Regions from separate parts of the Rattus norvegicus genome. Here region 1 is linked to region 2. Evidence: chromatin contacts called from public Hi-C data. All regions are on one chromosome and are shown on one strand. The core of a region is the stretch at or near the end of the contact, and the rest is flanking DNA. Distances in the headings are between cores, read along the strand shown. Region 1 holds the start of Snip1 (Smad nuclear interacting protein 1). Region 2 holds the start of Cdca8 (cell division cycle associated 8).

Evidence for each region. A called contact is a pair of places that touch in the nucleus more often than the background predicts.
Region 1: a contact with region 2 is called in a Hi-C map of hepatocytes, with 2.9 times the contacts expected there. The contact joins the promoter of Snip1 here to the promoter of Cdca8 in region 2. A contact is called at or near these places in 12 of 12 Hi-C or Micro-C datasets (the A7r5 cell line, the Rat2 cell line, Schwann cells and 7 more) and 1 of 1 datasets of contacts at active chromatin or transcription factors (oligodendrocytes).

What each region holds. Positions count from the first base shown.
Region 1 is chr5:142,611,210-142,618,602 of GRCr8, forward strand. Snip1 (Smad nuclear interacting protein 1) reads left to right here and starts at 1,819. Exons shown (of 4, transcript NM_001014069.1): 1 at 1,819-2,063; 2 at 3,219-3,321; 3 at 6,354-6,937. The coding sequence starts at 1,852. It overlaps Dnali1 (dynein, axonemal, light intermediate chain 1), which reads right to left and starts at 761. Exons shown (of 6, transcript NM_001031647.1): 1 at 679-761; 2 at 58-203. The coding sequence starts at 759.
Region 2 is chr5:142,481,708-142,488,839 of GRCr8, forward strand. Cdca8 (cell division cycle associated 8) reads right to left here and starts at 1,492. Exons shown (of 10, transcript NM_001025050.1): 1 at 1,271-1,492; 2 at 1,037-1,165. The coding sequence starts at 1,364. It overlaps Airim (AFG2 interacting ribosome maturation factor), which reads left to right and starts at 1,680. Exons shown (of 5, transcript NM_001109264.1): 1 at 1,680-2,025; 2 at 3,248-3,525; 3 at 4,966-5,145; 4 at 6,572-6,690; 5 at 6,827-6,986. The coding sequence starts at 3,251. The coding sequence ends at 6,906.

The DNA.
Region 1 (7,393 bases), core at 569-3,068, 130 kb after region 2:
ACCTATGTTCTGGGGCCAAGAGCTTAAACCTTCTCCCAGTCATCCCTCTCTCTCTACCTTGGAGGCAGGATGGCATTCAAGATTTCTTCTGCTTGTTTGGTAGGATCTGGGACACAGGAAGTTGAGGGCAGCTTGGCCTTGGGTGGTTGTGGGCCTGCACCAGAGGGTCCAGGCTGCTGAACTGTGACTTTCAGTGGCCGAGCCTAAGAAGAAACAGGTGAGTCAGTCCAGTCCCTCCAGATTTGCCTCAGTCTCTTGTCGAGCTTTCCCCATTTCCGGCCTATTTCCCTCATCTGTGGTCTCTAAATAAACAGGAGCGCAGAAGACCACGAGGGATATGTCTGGCTCTGTCCCTGTATTTGAACTGGTGTTTCTAGAATGGTGGTAAGGCCTCTGCTCTGACTGTGTAGACATAGGTAAGTCACAACCAGACCTGTTCTTGGACCTCACTACCACAAGCCTCATCTTTTCCATGTGACTTCTTTCTCATCTTAAATTTGTCCTCTAGGGTCACAGTTAGGCTTCTTGTAGTCTTCTCCCAACCTCCATCCTTGTCCAAGTTCCCTTGGCTGTCAGCCCTAGCAATCTGTCTCCTGAAATTCCAGAGATCCTCAAACCTGGGATGTCTTTCCCCACGGGATTTTGTAGGATCTCGCATTTCCTGAGACATGTTCATACCTTGGGGCTCCGTTTTTCTGTATTCCGGCTCACCAACACCGGGGTGTCATATTTGAGCAGAGAGTCTGCGGGGGGTATCATGGTGGCTGTAGGGGTTGCAACTCCGTAGCGGTCCCTCCGGGTGGAGCCTTGTTTGCGATCACCATGGAAACCCCTCCGCTCCTTGCCCCATGGACGGGGCGGGGCTTCGGAGGAAGGCGGTGCCCGGCCGCGTGCAAGTTTTGTCCTACTGTGCTTTCTCCACCAGCACTAAACTTCTTGGTAAACAAGATTGGAGCCCTAGCGTTAGGTCTAATTCGGGATGTGATGAAATGGACAGACCACCTTTGCTTGAAACGAAAGTCATTTATAGTATTTGGCGACGATTGGCACTTGGAAGCCAGAGGCTGGCGGATCTCTGTGAGTTCCAGGACAGCCAAGGCTATATAGAGACACTATCTCAAGAAACAAAAAAGAATTTCACAGTGTTGAGTACGTGTCTGTGTTTCATAACTACTAAGAACGCGCAACGAACAGAGCTGGATTAGCTTTCCCACATAAGATTTTTTCTTTTTTGTTTTAAAGCTGGGTGATGGTACCATACACCTTTAATGACAGCATTCGGGAGCCAGAGGCAGGCAGATCTCTGTTAATTCAAGGTCAGCCTGGTTACAGAGTGAGTTCTAGGACAGACAGGATTAAACAGAAACCCTGTCTCGAGAAAAAAAAATTGTCACTTTTTGAAGTCCTGGGGGTTAATCCAGGGCTTCGTACACGCGAGGTAAACGCTCACTCTGTCTCAGCCTTCACTCCCCTTCTAACTGATTTGTATTTGGCAGTGCTGAGGATGAATCCAGGGCTTTGCGCTACACGAGCTGCAACTTTTCCAAAATTTGAGACAGAGTCTCACTAAATTGCCTAGGCTGGCCTCGAATTTACTGCGATCGGAGGCTGGTCGTAACTTTTCAGTATTCCAGCCACACCTCTCCAGCAGCCAGGACCCCAGTGCCACTAGCCCGGGGATTCCCAGGGTGTGAACTCAAGCACTGGGCCCCGCCCACCAGGGGGGCCCGACACCGTGAGGGCTTCTGGGATAGCGTGCTGCCCGGAAGCGGAAGTGCAAAGCGGTCCGTCACTTCCTTTGGCTCAAGTGGCTCAACGGACTGTGCAAGTGACTCTCGGCCGGGCCGCAGGATGAAAGCGGGGAAGAGCGAGCGGGAGCGAAGCAGCCGGCGGCGACACCGGTCAGGCGACGCTTTGGCGACCGTAGTAGTGAAGCAGGAACGTCTAAGCCCCGAACCCGTCGCACACCGCCGACCTGACGCTCCAGCCGCTAGCCCGCCCCCGCCCGCCGCCGAGTCGGGCTCGGCTGGTCACCGCGGGAGCCGAGCCCGGGGAGCGAGCCGGTAAGCAGGCCGCGGACGGGATGGCGCGGGGACCGGGTGGTGCGAGCGACTCGGGAGTGCAAAGCACCTTTTGAGTTGAAATGAGATTCCCCCGCCTGCCCACGAGCGGACGGTGGGAATGTCTTTTCCACTCTACCTACAAAGAGTATTTCACGGTGGGTCTTGGCGACTTCTTCTCGGCACTCATTCGCCGATGCCTCCATAAAGCATCGATTTACTGAGTGCGTAGTGTGGCTTAACGATCAATTAAGGTACTGGGTCACAAGGCAAAGAAGAGAGATGCTTTTACAACTTGGCGAAATTGGGCATGCTCTAACCCTAAGGAAAATAACAGATAATTTCAGTTAGTGTTAAAGACAAATTAAAACTGTAATATGGTAGCGAGAGGTTGGGTAGAAAGAAGTGAGGACTTCTACAGAGGTGATCTTTAAGCTGAGACCGATATGATTGATCCATTCTCTTTTGAAGAATCCAGGAAGAACCCAGTGTGGTGGGCATGCTTTGTAACACAGCAATGGAGACCATAAGTTAGGAGGATCCTGAGCTTGTACACACACACAGACACACACACACACACACACACACACACACACACACACACACACACAGAGAGAGAGAGAGAGAGAGAGAGAGAGAGAGAGAGAGAGAAATATATGCACAGAACTTGAATTGGAATTCTGTTTGTTTTAAAGGTTGAACAACAACAGCAACAATAAAAAAACCAAAAATGAAACAGGCAGCATATCTGGAATTGAGTGATGGAGCAGCATTGTAGGCTGGTAGAAATGATGTGGGATGGAGGACAGGGCGGGGCCCTTAGACCTGCTAAGGGGTTGGATGTGGTTGTTAGAGAAGGAAATATGTGAGGGAAAAAAACAGGCTAGATTGACTTCCTGGATAGTAGTGCCAATTAGGATGACAGACTGGGAAAGAAAGGTTTCTAAGGCTTTGGGGTTCATTAGGTTGTCTAAGTGAGGAGGCTTAGCAGGCAGTTGTGTATGTGGCTGGGAGAAGTGTTTATTGAAGGTAAAGGCCTGCCGTGGCTACAGAGTCCACACGTGTGCTGTGTTTAGGAGGTGAGCCTCATACTGGAAGCTAACTTATGTGGGGGAAGGGCCATTGAGGTAAAAATCCTGTGTATCATGCTCTGAAAAGGTCCCCAGCCAAAAAGAAAAGCAAGTCCTCCGGCAGAAGAAGCAAGTCTCCTCGGACTAAGAGAAGCCGGAGTCCCCACTACTCCACGGTCAAAGTGAAGCAGGTGAGTTGAGTGGGCAGGAACCTTGGATGGGAAACTCAAGTCCAGAGCTGTTGCCGGACCTGAAGAGGTTGCAGCCATGGTGTGTAGACATGTTTCATTGTCCCTGCAGTGAGCTTTTCTAAAAACCAGATATGTATTTGGGGCTGTCTTTCCTGAAATCTTAGCATTTGGAAGCAATGGTTGATTTGATTCAGAAATAATACAGAGTGGGAAACATGTCCACATTTCTCCCAGCGGTAACTTCTCACACACCCGTGGACAGTGTCTTGGTCAGGACACATTTACTGCCATCAGGATGCCTCCGATGTTCTTCAGTGACTCGTTCTCCGCCTTTATTCTTCCTTTCCCCCTGCCCAGCCGCTTCTCTCTCAGTTCCTGGATGCAACCTGTCTTTAGGTTTGAAGACTGTCTGTGGTGCTGTTTAAACCAGCACAGATGGTCACAGATGGTTGGGCCTGCGAGTGCCCATGTGCTGCAGTACCATTTTTTCAAAGGACATTGGTTTTCTCCATTGGATTATTTTACTTCCACATTGAAACTCAGGTATATGTCTATCTGGCCAATCGCATGCAGACTTGATTGCCGCATTTACATAGTAAGTCTCGAAACTGAATGCCCTCTTTGCTGCATTGGTGTGAGGGTTTCAGAAGCCCTAGAACTAGAGTGAGCTGCCATGTGGGTGCTAGGAATTGAACCCAGGTCCTCTGGAAAAAGCAGTCAGTGCTCTTGACTAGTGAACCATCTCTCCACACTACCCTCTTTTTTTTCCCCTTGTCTATATATCTATGTAAATGTTAGAATTTGTGTGTGTGCATGTGTGTGACAGAGACAGATCTTTTAAAAAATAAATTTTTTGCATGTGTATGAGTGCTTTCCCTGCCCACACGTATGTGTACGTACTGTGTGTGTGTCTGGTGCCCATACCAGACAGGTCCAGAAAAGGGTACCAGATTCTCTAGAACTTGAGTTAAGATTGGCTGCAAGCCACCTTAGGTGCTAGGAACTGACCCAGCTCTTCTGGAAGGAGAGAAAGTGCTTTTAACTGCAGAGTTGACTTCCAGTTCCCCTAGTAACGTCTCACAAGAAGCAGGTGTGGTGGTGTGTGCATATAATTCTGCACTGAGGCAAGAAGATCACAAGTTCAATACTGTTGTTTTTTTTTTTTTTTTTTTTTTTTTTTTCCGGAGCTGGGGTCAATACTGGTTTTAAAAGATTACTGAGGGAGGCTGGAGAGATGGCTCAGGGTTAAGAGCACTGACTGCTCTTCCAGAGGTCTGAGTTCAATTCCCAGCAACCACATGGTGGCTCACAACCATCTGTAATGGGATCCGAATCCTCCTTCTGGCGTGTCTGAAGACAGCTACAGTGTACTCGTGCTCATATACATAAAGTAAATATAAAAATGAATCTTTAAAAAAAATATTACAAAGAAGCTTTCTCAAAAGTAAAAAGGGCAGGGGTTGGGGATTTAGCTCAGTGGTAGAGCTCTTGCCTAGCAAGCGCAAGGCCCTGGGTTTGGTCCCCAGCTCCGGAAAAAAAAAAAAAAAAAAAAGTAAAAAGGGCTGGGGATAAAATTTAGAGTAAGTGCTTGTTTCCAGCCCCGCATCCTAGTCCCATTACCATTATGTGTGTATGCATATTGATGGAATATTAGCCTTAAAAGGAAGAAAATTCTGACACGTGCTACAAAATGTCTGAATCCTGATGACTTGCTTAATAAACCAGGGGGGAAAAGCATGATTTTGTAGTTGAGACAGGGTATCTCCTGCTAATTAGGCCCAGTTAGCCTGAAACTTGCTTGGTAGCACAGGCAGGCCTAGAACTCTTGATGATTCTCCTGCCTCAGTCTCCTGAGTGCTGATATTAAAGGTGTACCATCAACTGAACTCCACCAGAGGAGTGCATGCAAGCCTGTGTGTCCCTTTGGAGACAGGGTCTCATTCTCATTCTCTTAACTTCTAGAGACCCACCCACCTCTGACTCCTGAGGGCTGGGATTAGAGGTGTGCAGTCCCTTCTCTCTTGACAGGAATTGCTAATCTGAGAGAATTCCTACTTCTGTTAGCATTGGTACTGTGGTTATTAGAAGAAGCTCCCCTTCAGAGTCAGGCTAAGTGTTGGCTTCTTCTGGAAACTGCTTTGCACTTGGAGCTGTCACCTTACTGACTGACTTCTTATCCATCTATTGCTGCTGTTTTACAAAACAAGGTCTCTGTGTAGCCCTGGCTAACTCTGTACACAAGGCTGGCCTCAAACTCAAAGAGCTCTGCCTCCGCCTCCTGAGTACTGGGATTAAAGGTGTGCGCCACTGTGCTCATTGATCTACTGACTGTGTATTGCTGTTTGTGCGACGTTGATTTTCAGTATGTGCCTCCATTTTGTTAGAAATTTGGAAACTGCCAAGTAGTACTTTCTTGTAGGTTTCTTGAAGTGTTCGTGTTTCTTAGGTTTATCCATAGATGTTTGAATCATTTCTGTAATTGCTGAAGTTGAACCTTTTGAGATTATTTCAATCTCCTTTTGGCCTGTGAGGAAGTTAACTTTTCCCTTTATATATCTTACATGTGACTGTTCTGTTTTCTATACCTGCTACCCTGTGAGTTTGCCTGCAGGTGATTGAGAGAGGTATTTCTCCTTGTGGTAGGGTCTGGATGTGGGTTTGAGGAAGAGTATGGAATATGAAGTCTAAAGGCCCTTCAGGGGAAAGAACCACACTGATAGCCTTGTGTGGATAGGAATTTGTTCTGAATCCAGGCCACAGATGTGCTGTTGTTGTTTGAAATTGTTTAGCATATGCATGTCTGTACACCACATAATGTAGTGCCCACACTTACCACAAGAGGGCATTGGATTCTCTTGGAACTGTAGTTGTAGATGGTTGTGAACAGCTTTGTGGGTGTTGGGAAGTAAACATGGGTCCTCTGGAAGAGCAGTCAGTGCTCTTAATTGCTGAACTATCTCTCCAGTTCCTGCAGCTTGTTCACAGAGAAAGGGATGCTATCTTTCCCTTACTGAATCCCATCTGAATTTCAGGAACGGGAGGACCATCCACGGAGAGGACGAGAGGATAGGCAGCACCGGGAGTTATCAGAACAGGAGCACAGGAGAGCACGGAACAGCGAGCGAGATCGGCACCGGGGCCATGCCCGCCAAAGGAGGAGCTCTGATGAGAGGCCTGTCAGTGGGCAGGGTCGGGATAGAGACAGCCAGATCCTGCAGGCCCAGGAAGAAGAGAGGGACTTTAATAATGCCAGGCGCCGGGAGCACCGCCAGCAGAATGAGAGTGCTGGCGCTGAGGCTCAGGAGGTGATCCCTCGCCCTGCTGGTAACAAGAACAAAGAGGTGCCTGTTAAAGAAAAACCAAGCTTTGAACTTTCTGGGGCACTTCTTGAGGACACTAATACCTTCCGGGGTGTGGTCATTAAATACAGTGAGCCCCCAGAAGCCCGCATCCCCAAAAAACGGTGGCGTCTCTACCCCTTTAAAAATGATGAGGTGCTTCCAGTCATGTACATCCATCGGCAGAGTGCGTACCTGCTGGGGAGACATCGCCGCATCGCGGACATTCCTATCGACCATCCCTCTTGCTCAAAGCAACATGCAGTCTTCCAGTACCGGTAGGTAGACCAGAGGGAGGACTGGAAAGGGAGATGGGTGAACATCTCACTTAGCTTTCCTAAGGCTGACTGGCTGTGTGGAAATGCTGCTGAACCCATTACCCCTGGTCCAGTGAGCTGGACTGAAGGAGTACTGTAAGTCTTAACAACCTGTGGGTGATCTCCGGACATTTGTATGAGCGGCTTGAGTGTGATGTCAGAAATCCAGATATTAGCCTACCATTGTGTGGCAGTGTAGACCTGTAATCCTGGCTCTCGGGAGGCTAAGCAGGATTGGTGGTGTATATCCTCCTCTAGGTGTGGGTTATGTTCCATGACCCCATCTCTAAACAAACAAATAAATGATAGGAAGAAAGAGAAATTAAAAAGACTCCTGCTGCGGTCCTGTCCTGTCTCCACCTGCCCCCAGGGCTTTCTGAGGACCAAATAGAAATAAGTAAAGGCCAGAGTCTGGAT
Region 2 (7,132 bases), core at 242-2,741:
CTCTGGTCAGAGAACCACTCTTATTTTTGCAGTTCACAAGTGAGGTGCTCATTTTTAAGTTGGCAATTTCCTTAAGACAGAGCTGTTTGAGCATACTGTTCTAATTGAGCTCTGACAAAACCAAATCATCTTTTTCTTAATTTATTCATTTAGAAGGCCGAGTTTGCACAAGTATTTCCCCGATGTGTGAAGATGTGTGAAAGTTACGTGAAACTGACATTTCATTGTGCCCAGAAATCAAACTCATCACAGCTCCTTTGGAACTATAGTAGAAATCCAATTCCAGAAATCTAAATTATTTGTTACCTGGCCAGTTAAGGACCATGGTTTGCCTGCCCATGGGCTGGATGGCAGTTTCAGGTGCACTGAGCAGTAAGGTGGTTTCAGATCATAAACTGCCTCTTTCCTCTCCAAAATATGGATGTGCCCTCCTGCAACTCTCCCCTTGGACACAGAGATGCGGAGAAAACATGATGTATCCTGGTCTTGCATTTCTCTCCCTCCTCTGTAAATCGGCAGGAAAACTTTTATAGTCCTACCAAGTGCCTGCATCCTTGCCTAGGCTAGCTTAGGCTAGGTCAGGTCAGTGTGGAACGGCCTTCCCCAACCTCTGAAAGCCTTCAAGAATCAGAAGCTCACTTTGTACTATGGATTTGATCTTTTCTCTCTTCCTCTTCCTCCTCCTCCTCCTCCTTCTCCTCCTCCTCCTCCCTCCCTCCCTCCCTCTCCCTCCCTCCCTCTTCCTTCAGCCCCCCCCTCCCCCCCCCTCATCTATCTCTGGTATATACCTTCTAAAGCTCTCCTCCCACTGAGCAGTGAAAGTGTGAAGCACTATCCTAATAACACTCATCTGAAGGGTAATTCATGCCCGCTTCTTTCCAATGGGTCTATCACTTTTTTTTTTATAAGTTATGACAGATGGCAATTTCCCACCGGTGGCTATTTAAGACCTTATTAAGACATCTGAATGAGTCCCTATAGAAAGTTTTCAAGATAAGCACTAATCGGCCACGGGGGAAACGCTAGCAGCTCTTACCAAAGTAGTCAAGCCACTTCATGACTTGCAGCGCCTTGGGGAGCCGAAGGACCTCGATGTTGTAGAGATTTTCCACCTCCTTGAGGAGGGTCTGCCTGTCGGACTCAATTTGCTTGGTTCGAACTTGCACTGCAAAGAGGTGAAAGCCGATGGATCCCGCGTCAGGTGTGCGAAGCCGTCGCACCCGCGCCCCAACCCACCCAAAACTCACGATCACGCGAATCCACCCCTTACCCTCGCGGTCGAAGTCCTTTAGGAAGGAGGCGAGCTTCCGGCTCCGCAGTGTGTTGGTCCTGGTCCCGCGGCTGCTGCGTTTCTTAGGAGCCATGACACCAGGGTGCGTCCAGCGAGGGGCCGAGCTGCCGGGTTAGCGAATGAGACCGGGAAAGAGGGCGTGAGTGGTCGGGGAGCAGCGGAAGTTCAGTCGTTGGAGTCTAGGTATCCTGAACTCTGCGGAAACAAACCTGGGGGTCCCAAAACAGACTCAGGAAACCTTACAGCTCCAGCTGAGGGACGGGTTGATCTTCCACTAACCGCCACCCAATTCAAACTCAACGGGCACAGCCTAGCCAATAGCAAATCGTCGTCTTAGGACGGTTCTCACAAAGTCCAATCACAACAAAGCTTCTTCTCCCTCCGTCAGCCAATCCTTATGGAGAACTACAATGCCCAGAAGTCATTGAGGCATACGCCATCTTTTCGCGACTCCAGAGTCGTGCTAACTAGAACTGGAGTGGTGAGTTCGGTCTTGTGAATGAGCAGACAGTGCCAAGCCCCGTGTAGTTTTTGATGTACTCAGTGTTGACAACCCAGGATTTACGTTTTCCTGTTGATTTAGGAACAGGGCTGGAAATCTTAAAGAGAGGAGACAAGACTCCAGAAGCACTGGTCCGGGGATAGACAGACCCCAGGGCTTCGCAATCTAAAGTAGATTGCACTGTCGTTTAGAAACCCCTTCGGAAGACCTGCAGTCCTTCTGCAGAGAACTGGTAAGAGGACCGCCGCAATCTTTATTCTTGAGTGTCAGCGGTGACAAGACAGAGGAGCACAGCTTCACTCTGCCTACTTCAGCAAGGTGAGGAGTTCCCCTAACCTTTTAGGGACTTCAGCTCAGTTGATGGCTCTGAGGCTGGAAAGAACTCAGCACTAGCCAGTCTATGAAGCAGAGTTACATGCACACATTTGATACGGGGGCTCACCATTTAACTCAGGCTAGCCTGGCAGTCTCTGTGTAGACTAAGTTAGCCTCGAACTTACAGAGATCTGCCTGTTTCAGTCTTCCATGTGCTAGGATTAAAGGTACATTCGTCAACTCCCAGCCTAAAGCTTTTAATACAGGCTTAAGCACAGGGATTAAGAGAGAAGCACTTAGGCATAAAATAGAATACACTTGAAGGCTGCTCAAACAATCTCAGAAAGTTAGACATAGTCATGTGGGTCTGGTCTTCTCCAGGGAGATCAACAGTTGACACCATCCCCCGCCCCCCAGTTTCTTGAGACAGGGTTTCTCTGTAGCCCTGGCCATCCTGGGACTGTAGACCAGGCTTGCTTCAAACCCAGAGATCACCTGGCTTTGCCTCCAGAGTGCTGGGATTAAAGTCATATTACATTAGCCGTGTATACTTATTTTGGTAGCTTTCAGGTTACATCTCAAAAGGGTTTCTAAAGAACCCTTGTTATTCTCTTCAAACAAAAAGTTGTTTGAGAAGAGAAGTAAGTGAGAGGGCTTCCAATATTCTCTGATGGTATTACAATCCAATAAAGTGAAATCAGGAGCTCCTATGGTTGTAAATGGAGCAGTGTGTGACCTTTCTCTGTAAATTGGATTTCTGGTGAGATTTCTAGAACATGGAAGGAAGGAAGGCCTTAAGCAGTTGGTTGTAAATGGAGTAGTGTGTGACCTTTCTCTGTAAATGGGATTTCTGGTGAGATTTCTAGAACATGGAAGGAAGGAAGGCCTTAAGCAGTTGGTAAGTATGCTGCTGAAATTCTTACTTCATTGTTGGTCGAAAGTGTCAACCTGCTTCCAGGACGAAGAGTTCTTTTCTGTGTCACCTAGAGTCTCCCTACCTTTCAATATTGCCTTGGGACTATTTGAAAACCAAATCTGGTCTTCTCATGAGGTCAAAAATGACTCACCCTTGATGTAGGCTCTCCCTTTTTGGTACCCTGACTCTCTTTTGTTTTGTTTTGTTTTGTTTTTCTACCCAGAAGATGGCTCATGACCAGCCGCTGCTGGTTGTGCAGGAGGCCCTGAAGAAGTGCTTCCCCGTGGTGGAGGAACAGCAGGACCTGTGGCAGAGCACTCTGCAGGACTGCTTGCCCCTCCTCTCCTCTCTCAGCAATCTGGCTGAGCAGCTGCAAGCTGCACAAAGTCTGCGGTTTGAGGATGTGCTAGCCCTTCGTCCCTTTCCAGACCTGCAGGAGCGATTGAGGCGCAAGCAACTAGAGGCTGGTGACATTGTCCTGGACAAGCTAACTGAGAGGCTGTAAGATGCTCTGTGTCCCCCTTTGTTGATGGACAGATCTTAAGGCTGTAGGGCATCTCAGCCTCAGTCATGGTGGGCCTACAAAAGTTGACAGAAGCAAGTCAGGAGTAATCATGCAGGGGGCTAAGATTGAATGTCTGTAAGTTCGAGGCCAGCCTGGAGTAGGTTGTTTTAAAAAAACCCAAACCAGGCCAAGTGTTTAATCTCAGTACTAAGGAGGCAGAGGCAGGCAGATCTCTGAGTTCAAGGCCAGCCTGGTCTACGTAGAGAGTTCCAAGACAATCAAGGCTACACTGACAGACCCAGTCTCAAAATAAAATAAGTAAGTAAACAAACAAATAAAAATAACCCCAAACCAATTACATAACTGAAGAAATGACAAAAGCAGAAAAGAAGAGGAGAGGAAGAAGAGTCTTCCTTGGTATTCTGTAGAGTCAGTGAGAGCCAGGATTAAAGACTGTATGTACAGGACCTTGTACACCCCTGGCTTAACCCTGCTTATGCATTTGGAAGCAAGAAGACAGAAAATAAACTGATTGTCCTGATCACAGAGCCAGTGAGAATTAGAGCCGGGATTCTGAAGTGTGCCTGCCACTTAAGCTGGGCTCCTCACCACCACCTCCTTCTACACACAAGTGGATACATGTGTAACCAGTCCACAAAACAGTAACAACTCAGGCGTTACTGATACTCTGTTTTCTGTTTGTTAAGTCACAGTGTATAAGCAGGACTTACAGACTTGCTGGTTTTGGGTTGTTTCCTGTTTTTACACTGTAAGACACAGCCGGATCTTTAGAGCTAGAGTTCTGGGCTGGGAGATTCCTTGTCCATTGGGAAGTTGCAGTCTTTGTTTTAGTGATGAGTCCCTTTGCGTCAGCATTAGAATGATATGTAGGCACTGCTAAAGGCACCTTATATACACCATCATATTTCTCTCTCTGGTGACAGTGAATTGACTGATTCACTGTGTGTTCGCTGCTCTTGGAAGACACAGTGAGCAATGGAGCTTTATGCACAGGGGAAATAACTCATTTCCTTAAGCAGGCTGTGCACGCTGAGCCCACATTGCCATTCAAGAACTGACCATCATGGGCAGTTAAGATGGCTCATTGGGTAGAGAGACTTGGTATTCAAGCCTGATGACCTGGGTTCATTCCCCAGGACCCATGTTTCTGGGTGGGAGGACAGAATGGACACCACAAAGTAGTCCTCTGATCTCCACACATGTGCTCTGGCATGTGCATGCCCTTCCCCCATACTAAATTAAAAAGAATTTATAAAGTGAGATTAGAATGTAGCTCAGTGGTAGACCGCTTTCCTAACATGTCTAAGGGTTTAAGTCCCCTCTGAAACAAAACCTCAAAATGGCAGTAGTGATTTGAGAAGCCTTACCCCCCTATCTTTTCTGGGATACCACCTAACTCCCTACTTTTTCTACAGAGCCACCCTCCTCAGGGTTCGCAACACCATCAGCAGCCACGTGGAGCAGGTGTTTCAGACCTATGAGCAGCATGCGGACGTGCTTGACATCGATACTCTCCTGAGGCCCTCGGTTGTGAGCCCCTCCGTGACTGACATGTTGGAGTGGCTGCAGGACATTGACAGACATTTTCGAAGCTCATATCCTTTCAGTGCTTCCCGACCTCCCAGAGCTGCCCTACAGGTTCAGACTTCACGGGTCAGCAGGCTGCATGATTTGCTGCAGTTCTCTTTAACGCTCAATCTTAGATTCTTCTTGCATTTTTTTTAGTAGTCATTTCTTACAGTTTATCTGCCAGACACTGCTGTAAGTGCTGAGAGCAGGCGTAGAAAAGTGAGTGTATGGTGTCGGATGTGAGCTAAGAATGAGGGAGGACGAGTGAGGGAAGGTGGGCCGTGACTTTAGTAGTGTGGTCCTGGCAGGAACCCATGAGACAGTGACATCCTGAGACAGTGATACTCACGGCATTCGAGCCATGTGGATATTCAGAAGAAGAGTGGTCCAAGCAGAGGGTACATGGAGTGAAGGCCTGGGTGGGAGCATGTCTGGTTCATGTAGGAACTGACCACGAGGCTGGTGGGGCAAGGGCAGGGTGTGAGGATAGTGACAGAAGCCCTTCCCCACCCCCCTTTTGTTTTTGAGAAAGAACTTGAAGGTTTTGGCTGTTACTCTGAAATCAGAGGTCTCAGAAGTTTTAAGCAGAACCACGTGGTCAAGGTCTATGCTTAACAGTGCTGGGCCATGTTCTCAAGAACAGTTGGCATGGTCGGGAACAAGCCCGAGAGCAGAAAATTAGCCACAGGTCTGCCTTCTCCATTCTTGTCCATGACTGTCCTCTGACCCTGGTTTTGCTCCCTTTACTACTGCTCCTGGCTCTGCGTCTCAGACTCCCATGGCCTCCAGCTGGCTCACTTAGTGAGCTACAAATTCAGAGCTGAGCATGCACCAGCAGTGCCCACTGCGTTACTGTCCTTCATGTTGCGACCAAGTATCCATCACGAAACAGGACAGACAGATTTGTTTCAGGCCATAACTGCGAGGATATGTCCATCATAGAGGGGAGGGCACAGACAGGAGCATATGCCACTGGTCATGCTGTGCCTGCATCGCTCAGGAAGCAGGAAGGGAGTGCTGGCTGCTGGGGCTCTGTTCACTTCCTCTCTGTTCATCCTCAACCCCAGCCCACGGAACAATACCACATTCAGAGGGGTCTTCCCACTTCAGTTCAACCTTTCTGGAGACACCAGCACTGACACAACCTGTATCGTGTTTCCATGGCGATTCTAAATCCAGTCAGGTTGACAGAGGAGATTGTTGCCTGATCTGGAAAGGTGGGGATGGCCATCCTCATTTCCCTGTTTTCTATCATAACTACAATATCATTCTAGGTGTGCTAGTGGTGGCCACTAACACTGGTTGGCTCCACTACCCTTTTGTTTTTAGCCACATGGCTGAGATGGACCACATTCAACAGTAATCCCGTAAGATCACATGATCTGGTGACACAAGCATCTTGATTTAAATACGTTCGTTTCTTTTTCTGAGCAGTCCTTAACTTCTGGGAAGGTATCTGAAGAGAAAGCACCTCCTCTCCTCCATCCACTGGGGAGACTTAGCCAGCATCCAAGCACTGCCCAAGGCCTGGGACCAAATTTCAGAAGATGAGTGCCAAACCCTTGTGTCAGGTACTGGTGTCCGTCAGTCCCATGCTGCCTCCCCCCCCCTCCCCCCAGGCTGGCCTCTTTGGAGGCGTTAGACACTCCCTACTGTACTTTGGGGCCTTGACAAACCTGATGCCTTGTACCTTGCTTCCTGTTCTAGATATCCTGTTGAGTGTCTCCTTCTTCCTGGAGGAAGCAGGAAGCCGTGCAGTATCTGGAGATCTGGAGCACCGCAGTTGAGGGCTGCCATTGTTACCCTAGGCTGTTTCTAATTGAGGGTCAGTATTGCTGCACCCTGACTCACTGCAATACCACTGCCTCCGGTAGAGGCCACTAGGACCTCTCCATGGTAGGACATGGCCGCTGCACCTGCGGCTCTGAGAAGTGAAGGGAGGCGGAGGAGACAGGAGAGGTGGTGCTGAGAAACAGGGTCCATCAAAGCAGGAAAGGGCAGAAGGCAAAGTTG